Regions from separate parts of the Drosophila melanogaster genome. Here region 2 is linked to region 1. A link is a contact called in public HiChIP or PLAC-seq data. All regions are on one chromosome and are shown on one strand. Each heading gives the region's core, a stretch centred on a gene start, on an enhancer-like site or on the middle of the called end of the contact. The rest is flanking DNA. Distances are from core to core; before and after follow the strand shown. Region 1 holds the start of rux (roughex). Region 2 holds the start of Efr (ER GDP-fucose transporter).

Region 1 (7,850 bases), core at 3,234-5,733:
ATGCTGTTGTATCTCCGAAAATGAAGTAATCAAGCGAAATCAACTTAAAATTCAGTTTGAGGGCAAAGTTTATGGACTGGAAGTGCTTTCGTCTCCCAAACGAGGTTATTCATGGGTTATATAGAAATGGGTGTACGATGGGGTTGAATGGCTACGACAAATGGGTTCGCCAGCTCCTTAGAGCGCAAAAATTCCAATCTGTTGTGATTTGTGACCTGCGAATAGTCGTTAGCAAAAGATCTTTAGAACTAGAAGTTGGATTTCTAAGAAGCTCTAGCACATGTTTAAGGAAAAGTTCCCATAGCTCTACGAGATCCCCATCTTATAGCAGCTGCCTCTATGGAGCTTTCTTCCCCAAACGAAAATTATGAAAAACGGACGACATCTGCTGCAGTTTCAGTTTCTATATATGTTTGTTTCTTGGGGGACATGAGCCGTCAATATGATTTGTGATTTACAACAGGTTTCAATTAACCAAAAGTATCTATGCCCCATGCCTCTGAATTTCGCATGTTTTTATGGCGGGGGGGAGGGGGGTTGATTTCGAAAAGAGAAGGCGGAGCAGCTGAGAGGCGTTGACAGGCACATAAATAAACGGCGGCTAAGTATCGTGTAATGCTAGACGAATAGTTTCGGTTTGGTCGTCTAGCTGTAAGTGGAGAACTCGCCCCATATAGGATAACCTCGATTCCCCAATTCTCTGGGGCAAACAGCCGCCGATGCTGCTTCTGCTGCTGCAGTTGCAACTAATTGTGGACAAGGCGGCATAAATTAGACAACGCCAACGTCTAAGTGGTTTGGAATCGTAGGTTGGGCACCATGCCATATACCATACATACCATATATAGCATATATCCGATTGACGCCCTGATGGATTGTCAAATCGTGTCTGCATCGTGGCGACATCTTTCAATTAAAAACGCATCCCACTCCCGTTGGCATCCTTCATGTCGCCTCCCTTTCGGTTCGATGTAATCTCGGGGCTCATTAAATTCGAATGGAATTTGTTTGAAAGGCAAAACTTAATCCGCTCGTAAACATCGGACCGACGGACGGACTCCCCACCTTCGTGACGTCGCAGGGCTCCAAACATAAATCAGCTGTAGCTAACACAAGGATTTGCCAGGCTTAACCCAACTACACTCGAAATAAAAAAGTAAAGCGGAACAGCTGACCGAATAACTAACCATTTAAGGTGTATGTATCGTTACTTATTTTGTGTAGCATACATTAAAAAGGTTATTTAATAAGTGTTACAACTTCCAAAACTACATATAGAGCTCAAAAGAGTTTCGGTGTATAAAGAGTTTGTATTAGGCAATAGTTCTTAACTTTAAGTACCTAATATGTTACTTTCCCATATTTGAGTGTATGCGAATCGTATGACTGGTGAATTTCAGAGCGTGTGCCGCCGTAAACCTCGTAACGAATGCCGACCAACGGCAGAAATCTAATTTCAAGCACCAGAGAGCAGGAAGAGCAGGTGGAGGAAGATGATGAGGTGGAGGAGAATGGGGAGGATAGTGAGGATGAGGAGAAGGAGTCTGCCTTTTCCACTTGGCTGGCTTAACGATTCGAACTGCTCTCGGGGTTTTGGGCCGGGTCCAGAGAGCACATCCAGAACGTTGAGACCCCACCAAGCGCTCACTTTGTTGTCTATTTGATGTCTTAATGCGAACCAGCTAGCGAACCACCCTCTGCTTACGATTTTCCCGCCCCGGCATACCGTTTTAATCAAATGGATTTTCTTTCTATTTCCCATCCAATTTTTCCCCCTGGCGGTACGAAAATAGACCTGCCGAATAAGCCCACCCACTTGAGAGTGGCGACAACAGGAGCGACGATTTATTAGGTTCTCTCACGTCTGATCTCTGCCGGTATTAGCCGGCTATATAGTATGTCAGGCATTATTCACGAAGGCATCGATGGCCTTATGTCATATACAACATTTCAGAAGCCCATATTTATGGCATCTCAAGTTGCCAGGATTTATATTCAACAATTTATTGAATCAATTTTATAAAGTTGACGTGATGCAATGAAAAGTTTTCTTGATTTTCTTGGCTTTTATCAATTTTTCTACTTGCACTTGTGCCTTTAGAACATCATATTAAATGACTAAGTAACTAACACTCGCAGTTTATAGAAACTATTTTATAGTTCGCCTGATTTTCCTATACACCAATAGCGGTCTCAGTTACTGGGAACGGTTGTGAAAAACTGATCTAGCCGAGGCACAAACCAGAAACATTTGACATTGAGAAATGAGTAAACGTTTTTATTTTACCTCTGTTAACCATTTCATTCCATTGACTAACTGATATGCATGCATACTCGATATTCAACTTGAAATTAAATATTCAACAATATCACCCCATCAGATGCATTTTTTTGTAATAAGGCAACTAAAAACTAACGGTAAGAAAAGATTGGCTTAAATAAACATTGAACTTTAATACACAAATAAATACAGGGGATTATGTAAAACAATACATATTGTAGTTTAGCCTAGCGCGACGCGGGGTCCCAGGAAGCGGAACCAAAGCGGGTGCAATCAGTCTTGTTCAAATAATTACGGAAATTTGTCGGGTATCCTCGAAAGCCAAAGAAAATAATTGTGCTACGTAAATTTGGAAAAGCAACTAGGGACTATAGCTGTTTAAATATCTGTCCGGTCTAGAAACGCATCCGCCTTGGTCCCGTCGCACGTTTACGCACTACTTCGTTGCCATTGGTTGCCTGTTGTCGTTTCCTCGGTGTACAGCTGCTGAAATTTGTGGTCTTCAAGGCTGTGGATATATCTACGGGGATCACTACCTCGCCAGTCTCCTCAGCCTGCTGCGGTGCTGGCTGCTCCTGCGGTGCTGGCTGCTCTTGCTCCACCACGGGTATGAAATCGGCATCCTCTTCTTTCTGAGTGTTCTCCTCTGTAAATAAAGTACGACGCACGCAGCGCCTCGCTGTTGGCGGCGTTGAATCCTCCTCGGTATCCTCCTCATCATCGGTGGTTGGATTACATCGGGCGCTGGCCCGTCGTGCAAAGGAAATGCTGCACAGTGGCGGAATCAGAGTGGATCGTTTGAGGCTTGTCAGACCCCGATCGTAGACAGCCAGGCAGATTTCAAAGCCGCTCACTTGACCGCCGGGCAGAAAGGTGCTCCGATAGCCCAAAGTAAGGTGGACCGCGCATGACTCGCCCATGTCCAGGCCGCCGTAGATATGTTCATTACGCTTGTTCAACAGGCCACACGCCTCCACATACTTCAGGGAGTTCAAATTGTAGCTCGATGGACGGGGCGGTGTGATCAGGGTTGAGGAAAACTTTTCATTTACCTCCTCGTCATCGCTCTCTGGACGCACATGCAGAGTGGTGCCTGTGCGCTCCTTCTCCTCGTAGATGCGACGACGTTCCGAGTCAAACGATCTGCCGAAGCGCGCCTTCAGCAGAAGTTCGTCGCCCCACTCAATTTGTGCTGCTTCCTCGAATCCCTCGTGCTTGTAGCGCATTGTCAACTGGTTTCTCAAAAATCCGGTGATTGCCTTGGCGCCACGCACATTTCGACTGTAGAAGCTGAGGATGCAGTCCTCCCCCAGGTCGCGGCGTATGGTCCCATCATCTACGCCATTGATGAACTCATGGATCACCTCCAAAGGCGTCTCCTCTGAAAATAAAGCAAGCGGATGAGATGCGATGCGATTCCTATTGATCAGCCCAATCGCATACAGCTGTTATCCGTTGGTTTGCCACTTACTATGTTCTTCTGGAGCGCTCATTTCCTTCAAGTATTTTCATGCGATTGCGCTTATAAAAAATAAATATAATTTACAATATATACAATTCGACTTGGACACTATGTTGTTGATACAACAATGTTTTGGTAATATGCCATATCGGCCAGTGTTGAAAGTGACGCTAGCTATCGGCTCGAGGGGTCAGGGGTCAGCGCCTACTTGTAATTCGGCTACTGTTGTCCCGATAAATCTTTACGTTAGTTGTACTTGTAAAAATCACATTACTTTAATCTGTTAAGTCTATTAATATTGTTTGATTTTTATTTAAACGTTAATTGTTAATACCATATATCGCATGCACACTTGAGGGGCGATAGTTGGCATTCCGCTGAGAACTGGTCACACCGCACAGCGGGCCAAGCTCTATAACCGATACTAGAGGTGGAGAAACATCGATGTTGGCGGACTCAATGTTTTCGATGTGTTTGGCGAAAAACATCGATCTTTGGCAGACTTAGTCGTTTACAACTTAAGAATTATTTTCTTCTTTAATATTGCTAACATAATATTGCTTTTCATACGTCGCCGGTCCAGTAAGTGCTCCCATAAAACAAAAATACTAATTAGTCCAATTCAATGGATAAGTAAGCCAGTATACATACGAGCACGTGCACGCTTACACGTTTATGGAAAATTAATTTTTACGTACAATTTATACACTTTTATCTCCGATGCGCAGTATCGATGGAAAACCATCGATGATTCCTCGAAACACATCGATGCTTGTGATTTTTCGAAAACATCGATGACATCGAGTTGGCATCGATGTTTCTCCACCTCTAACCGATACCTTCTATCATACATTGAAGACGGATTAGCACCGTCGACCACGAAAAAAGAACGCAAGGAAATCGTGCAAAATGTTCAAAAAGTACGTATGGCATGAGTTAGATGGGGACATCAGACTAACCATAGCAATTCGATCTGTGCAGATTCGAAGAGAAGGACAGCATTTCCAGCATTCAGCAGCTGAAGTCGTCTGTGCAGAAGGGCATACGTGCCAAGTTGCTGGAGGCCTATCCCAAGTTGGAGAGTCACATCGACCTGATCCTGCCCAAGAAGGACTCGTACCGCATCGCCAAGTGGTAGGATGGCTCAGTTCTTGCCACAGCACATAACTCCATTCATATTCCCGATCCCTACTCCTCCACCAGCCATGACCACATCGAACTGCTGCTAAACGGAGCCGGCGACCAGGTGTTCTTTCGCCACCGCGATGGCCCCTGGATGCCTACCCTGCGCCTCCTGCACAAGTTCCCCTACTTCGTGACCATGCAGCAAGTGGACAAAGGCGCCATCCGCTTCGTCCTGAGCGGAGCGAACGTCATGTGTCCCGGCCTCACATCGCCAGGCGCCTGTATGACGCCGGCCGACAAGGACACCGTGGTGGCCATCATGGCTGAGGGCAAGGAGCACGCCCTGGCCGTTGGACTCCTCACGTTATCCACACAGGAAATGTAAGTGTGCTTCTACCACTTCTTTAGTAGTTAATATCTAAGAATATTAATTTATATGCTTGCATTTAGTTTACTTAAATGTGTTTAAATGTTCGTCTTTGACATTGTTTTATAATACAAACGTAGTAGTTTGTTGCTAGGTTAAATATGGTAAAGCTTTGTAACTTTGAAATATTCTTGAGCTTGGAAAAATCAAATTGTGAAAGAATAATCATAAATGGACAATGTTACCAATTTGCTGAGCCGTGTGCATATTTTTTAAATTTGAATAAACCATGAACATCTTTCTTTTCTCTTGACTTTTCCACAGTCTGGCGAAGAACAAAGGCATCGGTATCGAGACGTACCACTTCCTCAACGACGGCCTGTGGAAGTCGAAGCCCGTGAAGTAGGCGAAATAGGAATCTGCACTTGCACTTTTTAGTCTTCTATGTCATGAGAGCAAAGAATGGTTTTTGATATACGCAACTGAGTCCTGATTATTATTTTTTTCTACTAATTTTACTCTGTCAGTTAAACTATTTAAAACATTGCGAAATATAATTAATGGCATTTCAAGCGAGCAGAGAGGGATTGAAAGAGAGAGTACTGAAAAAGAAAACCAACCACCTGTGGAGACCAGTGGTCCAGGTGAAAGGTGTCCAGTGGATCTAAATTTGAGCATTTTAATCGGATTCGGCAGGTATGACTGAACATTGAGTCTTCTGTTTGGCGGTCTTCATTCTGTTAGCTCTTATTTTAAGAGTGACTGAATAACTGTGACTCCTTTTGTTTATTGATTAGTCTAAAGAGCAACGAAACAAGGCCTGTAGCTTAAAGTTTGCCAGGGCTGCGAACAACTCATACAAACATTTCAAGGTTATAGTTGATATCCGGGCACTTGTGAATACACGAAAAGATTGTATACAAAAAAGAGCTTATAACTAAATGTACACAATTTATTATTTGTAATATTATAATTTTTAGTAGTTTTACTTCAAAATTATTGAAATAAAGCTTCGCAATACGTGGAACTAAGTAATTTTTGTATGGGTATCTATTGTAAAACCATAGCAAACTCTTGAATAACATAGCATACTTTGTGGCGTCTTTTACTGCCGCACGTAAAATAGGAGTGTGAAGTTTTCCCATTCTATATGCAATTGGGTATGCGGCTTGAGGTATAGAAACTACATAGGTTTTTCATGGGGCGTAATGCTCTTCTTTCAAACTGTGCCCGCCGCCCTGGTTTTTCCAAACTTTCAGCTGACCGATAAACGGTACAATCGAACAGCTGACTGGCAGGCATGCGCAATGATAACGGTACGGCGCACTCCGCCGTAAATGGAGAAAGTGCTTTCCTTTCGCGTCACACAGCATTTGACGCATCCAACGGCAAGTGCAGTGCATATTTCCCCGGAAAGGCAAGAAGAAAAACGAAAAAAAAAACAGAAAGTAAAGTTCGGAATAACGGTGGAAAACATAGGGAAAAACCACAAGTGGTGGCTGGATACCGTTACCAAGGACTATGGACCTTTTCCATTGCAAGAAATGGTAATTTCAGATGAGTAATCGCTGTGGAAAGTGCTTGTGGGGCAGTGGATATCGCCTGACATATGGATTTAATTTATAAAAGAAGTACCGTTGCAATTGCCTGGTGCATTGTTCGCCTGTACATGTGTTCGTGTGTGTGTATGTGTGAAAGTAGGAAAAGTTTTTCAAGGAAAACGGATACACACTGTTTGAACTTTTCGAAGGTGCACAATTGCAATGAGTGTGCACAAGTTTTTGAGAAGTGCAAAAGTGACGTGACGCGAAAACGCCACATTGAAACTTTCCGTTATGTGTGTAAGTGCCAGTGCGTATGTGTATGTGTGTGCATACATATGGCGGCAACATAACATATGTATACAATCATTCTTCACCGTTGCTCTATTGTTATTATCTTCGTTTGTATTGATTTTACTACCAATTTTTTAGGCGCTAATTGAGTTGTTGTTGTTGTTACTACCAATGATGGCGTGCAAGGGCGAAGCAACAACCACAGCAAGCGGAATCGCCTGAAGCAGCGACATAAACGCACGCACACCACCAGAGCGACATTTGGCCCACACAAACGCACACAACTACAGAGAGGCTTAGAAAGAGACGGGCAATATGGAGGACCTCTTTTTGCTCATTATCAAGGAGTCAACGGGCACTAAACACAATGCGCTGCGGCAAACGGCGCAAATCGCTTACGGTGAGTTTTCTTGCTCTTTTCCTTTTTGCAATATGTGTGAACTCCGTTTGCAGTTAGCACGGTGAAAGTGGGAAAGAAAGAGAGAGGCAGAGAGCGAGAGAACGAACGAGATTATTGCCATTTTCTAACTTCCTTTCTCGCTTTCCCTTGCCCGCCAATGTTTGTTGTTTACCGTTAGTTGCCACTTCCTTTGTGCAATGCCCTTCACCTCTTCAGCACGGCACTTAAGTTTCGGCAAAGATTTGGATTTTCATTACATTACATCTATAAGTTGTTATATTAATAATAAGTGCATTATAAATTGAAAATCGTAAATTTATTATGGTGATAAAATTATTGTATATATTTTCACATAAAGGGGATAACAGAATATTATTTAG
Region 2 (7,850 bases), core at 2,374-4,873, 180 kb after region 1:
TTAATAGGATATTCTAACAAATTAAACATTGCTAAAAAGTGGTAATATTAAAGTTTTCAACTCCTTTTTAAACACTTTTTGACTTTCTTTTCGACACTAGTTTCATTCTTGTTGCTGTGCACCGTTTTCGGGATTCGTAGAAAGTTCATTTTGTATTTCCTTTTTGATTTGCTTGCTTCTTCTTAGCGATGGGCGGAAGTGCGGGAGGCGTGGCAGGTGACGGTGCGGCATCGGCAAGCAAATGATGTTAAATCGCATGGAAAGTCACAGCGTGAATCCTGTCCAGCAGGATTCTCCCGCGGAGAAGTCGTCGTCGTTGTCATTGAAGATGCTACATTGATGCGCGCGTGTGTGTGAGTGTGTGTGTGTGTGGGAGATGAGCATTGCCAAAAACCCAACCCACCACCCAGCCGACCCACTTCAGCCGCCTCTCCCCCTCCCCCCCCCCTCCGCGCACCATCGGCCTTGGCTCATTATAAACGGCGGCCACTGTTGCATGGACTTTGACGTCGACGTCGACGTCGCTACCTGTTGGAAATGCAAACAACGCTGGCAGAGGTCCTTGAAGCGCCTGCGCTGGAAGCAAATCTCCACAAGGTCGTTCGTCGCCCGCTCGGTCGCCAGAGGGCCGTGGGCGGTGGGTGGTTGTGCTACTGCTTTCATTCAAATAATAAACGACTCCAAGTGGAGACTTACGAACGACTGTGAAAGTAACGGTCAGTTCGCAAGAAATGCATCCGCTTGGAGCTGGTCGAATTCTGGTGAAATTTGCACTTATGGAAAATCTGCACTTTTTCATCTCGGTTCTTGGGAAATCTGTGCGTTAATCCTATTGAATTTCCTTAGCCTATAGTTTACCTACCATCGAGCTGCTCCCAAGCAATAGATGCAAGTTTTAAGCAAATGAATGCATTTGAATTGAAATTCTTGTATTGCCTTCAGTTTCTTTAAATTTGAAAAATTTAAAATCTACAAAACTTTTATTACTCTGGCTTAGTGAGGCATTTCGTTCTTATGAGGAGTTATAAAATTTTGGTTGCTCTACATTTATTTTGGTGTTCAGATAAGCAAAAAAAAAAAAAAATCTGACTAAATATAACATTTGAGTCAGAAAGTGAACGGGCTAACGTATTTCCAACTAGTAATCTATAATACGCTGATGAAACAGTTGAGGACACATAAAATCCAGAATGCCGAAACTGTCGAGGATGCGGAAGTCGAAGGATTGGACTGAGTTCCATTCGGCTGCATGTGATCCAAGTTGTGAGTGCTGGGTATATCGGTGTAGTAGTTGGCCCAAATGGCAAAGGTTAGCAGATCGTTCTGTGCCTTCGCTAGTTTCAAATCGACCAATATTGTCTTGTCTAGATTATTCGCCGCCTCTGGTGATTCAATCCATTCATAATCGGAAACCGAAACGGGCAGAAATAGAGCATTCAAGGAGCTGGGCATGATCAATCGTCGGCCACGTGGAGCAGCTGGAAAATTGCCCGAGATACTCAGCTTGGTGAAATGATGCGTATTGATGACCTCCTCGTTCTCCGGATAGATGTAGCCACAACTCGCGAGACGCACATCCGTGCAGGCAAAGAGTGCACAAGTTGCCTGCTCCGTGCGATCCACGCCAATGACGGTGGTCTCGTTGCCCCAGTAGACGCCGATCCTATAGCGATATGACTTGGCCCCACTGGAGGGCAACTCGTTCTCCGCGGCACTGGTGACCTTTCGTTCGATGGAGAAGGTACAGCAAAAGCTGCCATGGCACAACTGGCGTTCGAAACTCAGAAAATCATCGTCCAACAATTCACTTTCGAATATATCCACATTATTATCCCGGTACGTGGCCAGGCCAGTCAATCTTTGCGTTTTCCTCTGCGGCTCGAAGATCGGCGTAAAAGTGGGTGCCAGTTGGCCATGTTCCCTCTTCGGCACCTCCGCAATCAGCAACTTAGTGGTGGGCTGCTCGAAAATCTCCGCCACCAATCGGCCACCGCGTCCTGCATAGATACCCGATCCGGAAGTGCGTCCATCGGGATTACTGGCATCTGCGGCTAGAACATTAACATCATTACCAAATGCCCAACCCTCTTGGAGTTGTACAGCGCCAAGGAATGGCAATTCCGAGAACCAATAGGTTGGATACACGATGTCCGTGATCTTGTGCTCCTTCACCAATTTCATCGCCGGATCATAGAACAACATGTCGAAGCAGATGAAATGACCAAAGGTTACGCCAAAGTCTGTCCTAAAGATGGATATATCCGGAGATCGGAGCACTGATGTCGAGACATACTCGTGTCGCCACAAATGGGTTTTTCTGTAACGCGAGACAATCCTGCCCCTTCGATCGAACACGACATTTGTGTTGAAGTACCGAACGCCAGACGATGGACAAGGATTGTAGGTGTCAGAACCAGCTCCATGGGCACACAGTTCCTTCTCCACCACGTTTATGACCACATACAGGTGGTTAGCCCTCGCCGAGCAGGATAGCTCGATGAGGAAGAGCTCATAGTCCGTTTGGTAGCAGGGCGTTATGTTCTGCGACTCATGGGGCACAAAAGTGGCTGTGGCCTGACTATTGAGTATGTGCTCGGGAAACACTATGATGTCCACATCGCCGACTTCACGGATGATCTTTTGAAAGGATTCCGAAGCTGAGGTGGTGCGTGCACGCGGAGAATCGCCCACTGGCTGGCTGTGCTCCACCACTGCTGCCGTATAGGTTGGATCTTCCGGCTTGGAAAGCTATGGTGAGAATATAGATAATATCTTTTGTCATTGGAATAGCAATATTGCGTTGAAGTTATGAATGTTAGGAAACGTTACGTATACGACAAGGTGAACCAATTTTTTTTTGAGTTCTATGCAAGTTAAAATATGTACTAAACCCAAATTTACCTGATGCGAACTGCTGAAGAGCACTGACAAGAGTAGAAAACTCAATTGAATCGACTTCATAATGGAACGTCGGCCGAAATCCAAATGCCAAAACATCGAGATCTTTGCCAAAAACGAAGACTACGCATCAAGAATCAAGTGCAGGGCCAAGAAAGAAATCTCACTATCTTACATATAGGCATTTTATTTTACGGGCGAATAATGATGATGGTGGATACAATGAGATTATGCATTTCGGCAGATAAGAGCCCCAATTATTCATATGACTCTTATCTGTGCTGTTTCATATACAATGTATGCTAGTCAACAAGGGGTTAATGATTTCTTGGCCGAGGTGTTTAAACGAAGACACTAAAAATAAGACATAAAAGATAGCAATTAATTGAGGTATCAGATTTGTTTGGTCAAAGCAGTTATGATATGATAAGATATGCGGAAAAATGACGAACCTAAAGTGCCTGCCTAACGCTGCTCTTTATAGTCTCCAATTCACAAATTAGACTAACAGTATTTTTTTTTTTTTTTTTTTTTTTTTGTAATATTTAATTCCATAAAACAAATAAATTATATAAACACCTCCGGATGTTCTAAACTTAAATATTCAAATTCGATTCTCGATAATTGTTGCACGCGATATCGATTGTCGCCCCAAACTTAAAGCTCTGCCCGAACTAACAGCTTTTTTCGACCAACCACCAATAGCTGGTCACACCAGCAGCAGCAATCTTCAGCTGTTCAACAACAACAGCACGCGGCAGCAACTACAACAAAACATTAAGATTGTAATCAAGTTGTTAACGGTTATTAGCGAGCTACCAAAAAACCAATTACCACAGTTCCAATGCGCCCAACGAACGGTAAACGCCATTCCAAGGAGAGCCCATAGGCGAGCGAGAGAGATAGAAAAACGGTGAAGGTCGCGCTGCGAAAGAGCGAGATAATTGATTCGCAGGTTGGTGTTGGTGCATATTCATGTTCTAATCGCCCTCATGTGCGTTCGTGTGTGTACATATGTGTGCGAGCAGTGTTTATACAGCAAGCAACTGATATAATCGATCTTGATTCTCGACATCCCGCCAGTGAGACAAAAGAATCGAGATCCGAGATCCGTCATTAAACCGGACAATCCACAGGCATTCGTAACTCGCACATCCCGCGGATTAGAATATATCCCATTGCGAAGGTAAGTAACGCCGATAACGATTGTCGTTTTTGTTCAGTTTAAATTAAACAATTCGCATAGTTCTTATCGGCAACGTGACAATTGTCCAAATTGCCGACTAACGCTGAGCGGGCTGCGATCTACACTCACCCACCGACCTTGGAAATACCCTTCCAGTAAAAACCAGAATTCGATTATATATATCGAAAAAATCGATCTGCTACCAGCCATCGATAAAGAATCTTAATATTTCAATAAAAATTAGTACCGCATAAGCTTAGTAAAAAAGTGAATAAAACTGTCATTAATTTCACCAAAAAAGACCACTTTAAAATAGCTTTGTTTACGATCAGTTCTATTTTTGGTAAGCATTTTATGCAAATTTTATATCTCCTATAACTGTTAGCTATCGTGATTAATAAATCTCGGAGCCAAATGATTAGCTTCATATGCATTCACAATGCGCAAAGAATAAGTATAATAATTTATGCTAATGTATGTTTTTCTTCGGTATCCCCGTGTGCTTTGCACATACGACGTACGACTGAAATTTAATAGCTCTGAATTGCTGAATTGCAAATTAACAATAATTTAAATAAATAATTTCATCAGTTAGTAGTAATATATTCAAAACAGATTGATTTATTAATAGTGCTAAACTCTTTTTTAGCATAATCAGAGCAAAATTTAGTGGAAATCAAATTGCTTCGTAATCATGGCAATGTTTTGCGAATGTATAAAACAATTTACGTGCATGTGTGTACATACGTACCTACTTATTACCCCTTTAAGATAACAGATAGCACGGAATGTTTTACATGCTAGAAAACAAAATGAAAAAAAAAACACACTTGACAAAAAGTTTAAAAAAAATTTAAAATTGAACACGTACTCTAACATCGATTGTCAAGATGCTGGATTTTAATAGCCTATAACCATTCATATTTTTAAAATTTCTAAACATATACATATTTATCTTTCAGATATGGCTCTGAACCTGAAGGCCCTGCTGGGCATGCTGTTCGTGTTCATCGGCTGCTGCAGCAACGTGGTCTTTCTGGAGCTGATCATTCAAATCGATCCGGGAGCGGGTAACCTGATCACCTTCGCCCAATTCCTGTTCATCGCGCTGGAGGGTCTGGTCTTCACCTCCAAGTTCTTTACGGTGCGACCGAAGATTGCGCTGAAGGACTACGTCATCCTGGTGGCCCTGTTCTTTGGGGCGAACGTTTGCAATAACTATGCCTTCAACTTTAACATACCCATGCCGCTGCACATGATCTTCCGTAGCGGATCACTGATGGCCAACATGATCATGGGCATTGTGCTGCTGAAGAAGCGCTACAATCTGCGACAGTACAGCTCCGTGGCCATGATCACGGCTGGCATTATATTGTGCACTCTGGTCTCCAGTGGCGATGTCAAGGATAATACACATCACAGCCTCAAGGTGGATACATCCTACTCCGATTTCTTCTGGTGGACGGTGGGTATTGGCTTGCTGACAATCGCCCTGCTGGTCACCGCCTACATGGGCATCTACCAGGAGGTGATATACAAGAAATACGGCAAGCATCCCAGCGAGGCCTTATTCTTTACGCACATGTTACCTTTGCCCGGTTTTCTGATCATGGCCGGCAATATAGTCCAACACTTTGGTATCGCATGGTCATCGGAACCAGTGGCCGTGCCACTGCTGGGAGCCATTGGACTGGAGTGGAAATTCCCGCTGATGTTGTTCTATCTGCTGTGCAACGTGGTCACCCAGTATGTATGCATCAGTGCCGTCTACGTTCTGACCACCGAATGTGCATCGCTAACCGTAACGCTGGTGGTCACCCTGCGCAAGTTCGTCTCGCTGCTGTTCTCGATCATTTATTTCCGGAATCCATTCACCCTAAACCATTGGGTAGGCACCATCCTGGTATTCTTCGGCACAATACTCTTCGCCAATGTGATCAACCAGGTGAGGGACGCCTATCGGGCCAGGTCGAGCCGGAAGACCCACTTCGACACCGCTCCGCTGGCCAAGAAGGTGGAGTAATCTTCGCGGGCTGTGATGGTTCCTGCTGCAGAGGCCATTAACCATTAACCATTAATTTGTAGTCGTAGCGCCTTGTTTGTACATAGAATTTGCCTAGTGTTTAGACGCCTCTTTGTCTGGTTTGTAATTCTTGTGTCCGTGTCTTTCTAGATTTTCAAATGTTCGTGTTTTCTTTTAAATTAATAGTTGTCCAAAAAGTGTGTAATATACAACGTTGAGTGTTTCGAACATTAAGCCATCTATTTAATTGATTTTTTTTTAAATAAATTCTTGAAAAACATATATTTGCAGAAGCTGAAATATCTTCGAATCAAAAATAATGTGAGATAAGATATGAGTTTGCAAGTTCGAGTCTTTTGGACATGAACTCATTAGTCAGCTTGTCGAAGATTCCAAGAAAATTTTGACTAATTTCCGAAATCTCTTTCAATTTCCCGCCACATTTGAAGCTACATACACTTATCACATCGTGCTAGTGATCATGCTTAATTAGCCATGGGGGGTACATATTCCAAAGTTTCCCTTGTTTGATCAGTTGCTTTTGGCTGAAGGATTTCTGCAGACATCTGTTTGGTTGGACGTGCGCACGTTCTCGAGTGTAAGAAAAACAAAGGTTTATTGCCACATTCTTGTATAAGTATGTATTTGTATATAGGTAATATATATGTATATTCAATGAGTTAATACTTATGAAAGGAGTTTTTCGGGAAATCGTGTTATCTGGCACCAACATCTCACACACTACACTGTCGTACATAACAATCGCTGGTGTTGGCTACTTTTTGTTTAATTCAAATGCACGGATAAGTACAGGATTATCAGGAATCAAAGAACAGAAGGCGCGAAACCAAAAAAAAAAAATATTTATACTTGTATATATTAAATTATCAAAACGAAACTCATGATGGATAGTTTGGACAGGCTGATTGGAGAGGCAGCTGGCTAGTGAATCGACTGCTGGCGATCTTACTGCTCATCCTTGTCCTTGGCACCGTGCTTAAGGATGCGCGTGAATTCGAGGTAGTCGAACAGACCGTTTTTGATGGGCGCCTCCCGATACATCTCGTCCACCTGTGAATGTAAATGGAAAAGAAGTTGTAAGGGCACACTCCGACTTGATATCGTAAACAACTTGACAACATACATCCTCGTCTGTGAACCGATCACCCATGGTGGTCAGCAGCTCCCTCAGGCGATCCTCGGGCAGGACGCCCATATTCTCCTCGTCGAAGCAGCCGAAGGCGTTCTTGATCACATCCTCGGGATCGGTGCCCTGCAGCCGCTCGCCGAAGAGCGTGAGGAACATGGTGAAGTTGATGGGCCCGGGCGCCTCGTTCATCATGCCATCGAGATAGTCGTCCGTTGGGTTCTTGCCCAGCGAGGCCAGCATGTCGTGCAGATCCTCCTTCTCGACGAAGCCATCACGGTTCTGGTCGATCATGTTGAATGCCTCCTTGAACTCGGCAATCTGCGCCTGATCGAACATGGCGAACACATTGGAGGTGGCGCGTTGGGCGCGCTTCTTGGTGGTGGCGCGACGTCCGGCGGTCTTACGGGATGACATGGTTGCTGTTGGATTGGTGGTTCTGATGCGGTTAATGGAGCTAAATGGAGCCGGCCTATGGAGCTGGTGGCACTAGTGCTTCGCGCTGGAGTGATGTGTGTGCGGCGTGGATCTGAAATCGAAAAACGCCGACTCACATTAGCATTTCGTTGGCCGGGTATGTATTTATGGCTATATAT

What was found. HiChIP or PLAC-seq counts read pairs in DNA pulled down with a chosen protein or histone mark.
Region 2: a contact with region 1 is called in an H3K27ac HiChIP or PLAC-seq map of the Kc167 cell line, with 5 times the contacts expected there. The contact joins the promoter of Efr here to the promoter of rux in region 1. A contact is called at or near these places in 9 of 107 Hi-C or Micro-C datasets (the D17-c3 cell line, the Kc167 cell line, the S2 cell line and 3 more) and 1 of 6 datasets of contacts at active chromatin or transcription factors (the Kc167 cell line).

Annotation. Positions count from the first base shown.
Region 1 is chrX:6,033,317-6,041,166 of dm6, forward strand. It overlaps rux (roughex), which reads right to left and starts at 4,484. Exons shown (of 3, transcript NM_001258611.1): 1 at 4,442-4,484; 2 at 3,753-3,802; 3 at 2,437-3,662. The coding sequence starts at 3,774. The coding sequence ends at 2,677. It overlaps MCTS1 (Malignant T cell amplified sequence 1), which reads left to right and starts at 4,576. Exons shown (of 4, transcript NM_132060.4): 1 at 4,576-4,663; 2 at 4,725-4,877; 3 at 4,947-5,249; 4 at 5,560-6,260. The coding sequence starts at 4,653. The coding sequence ends at 5,641. CG5937 reads left to right here and starts at 6,689. Exons shown (of 9, transcript NM_132061.3): 1 at 6,689-6,782; 2 at 7,209-7,470. The coding sequence starts at 7,386.
Region 2 is chrX:6,216,334-6,224,183 of dm6, forward strand. It overlaps Efr (ER GDP-fucose transporter), which reads left to right and starts at 3,624. Exons shown (of 2, transcript NM_132071.3): 1 at 3,624-4,084; 2 at 5,047-6,386. The coding sequence starts at 5,049. The coding sequence ends at 6,107. Btnd (Biotinidase) reads right to left here and starts at 2,994. Exons shown (of 2, transcript NM_132070.3): 1 at 2,902-2,994; 2 at 935-2,748. The coding sequence starts at 2,961. The coding sequence ends at 1,147. sqh (spaghetti squash) reads right to left here. Exons shown (of 3, transcript NM_078502.3): 2 at 7,252-7,783; 3 at 6,728-7,178. The coding sequence starts at 7,671. The coding sequence ends at 7,074.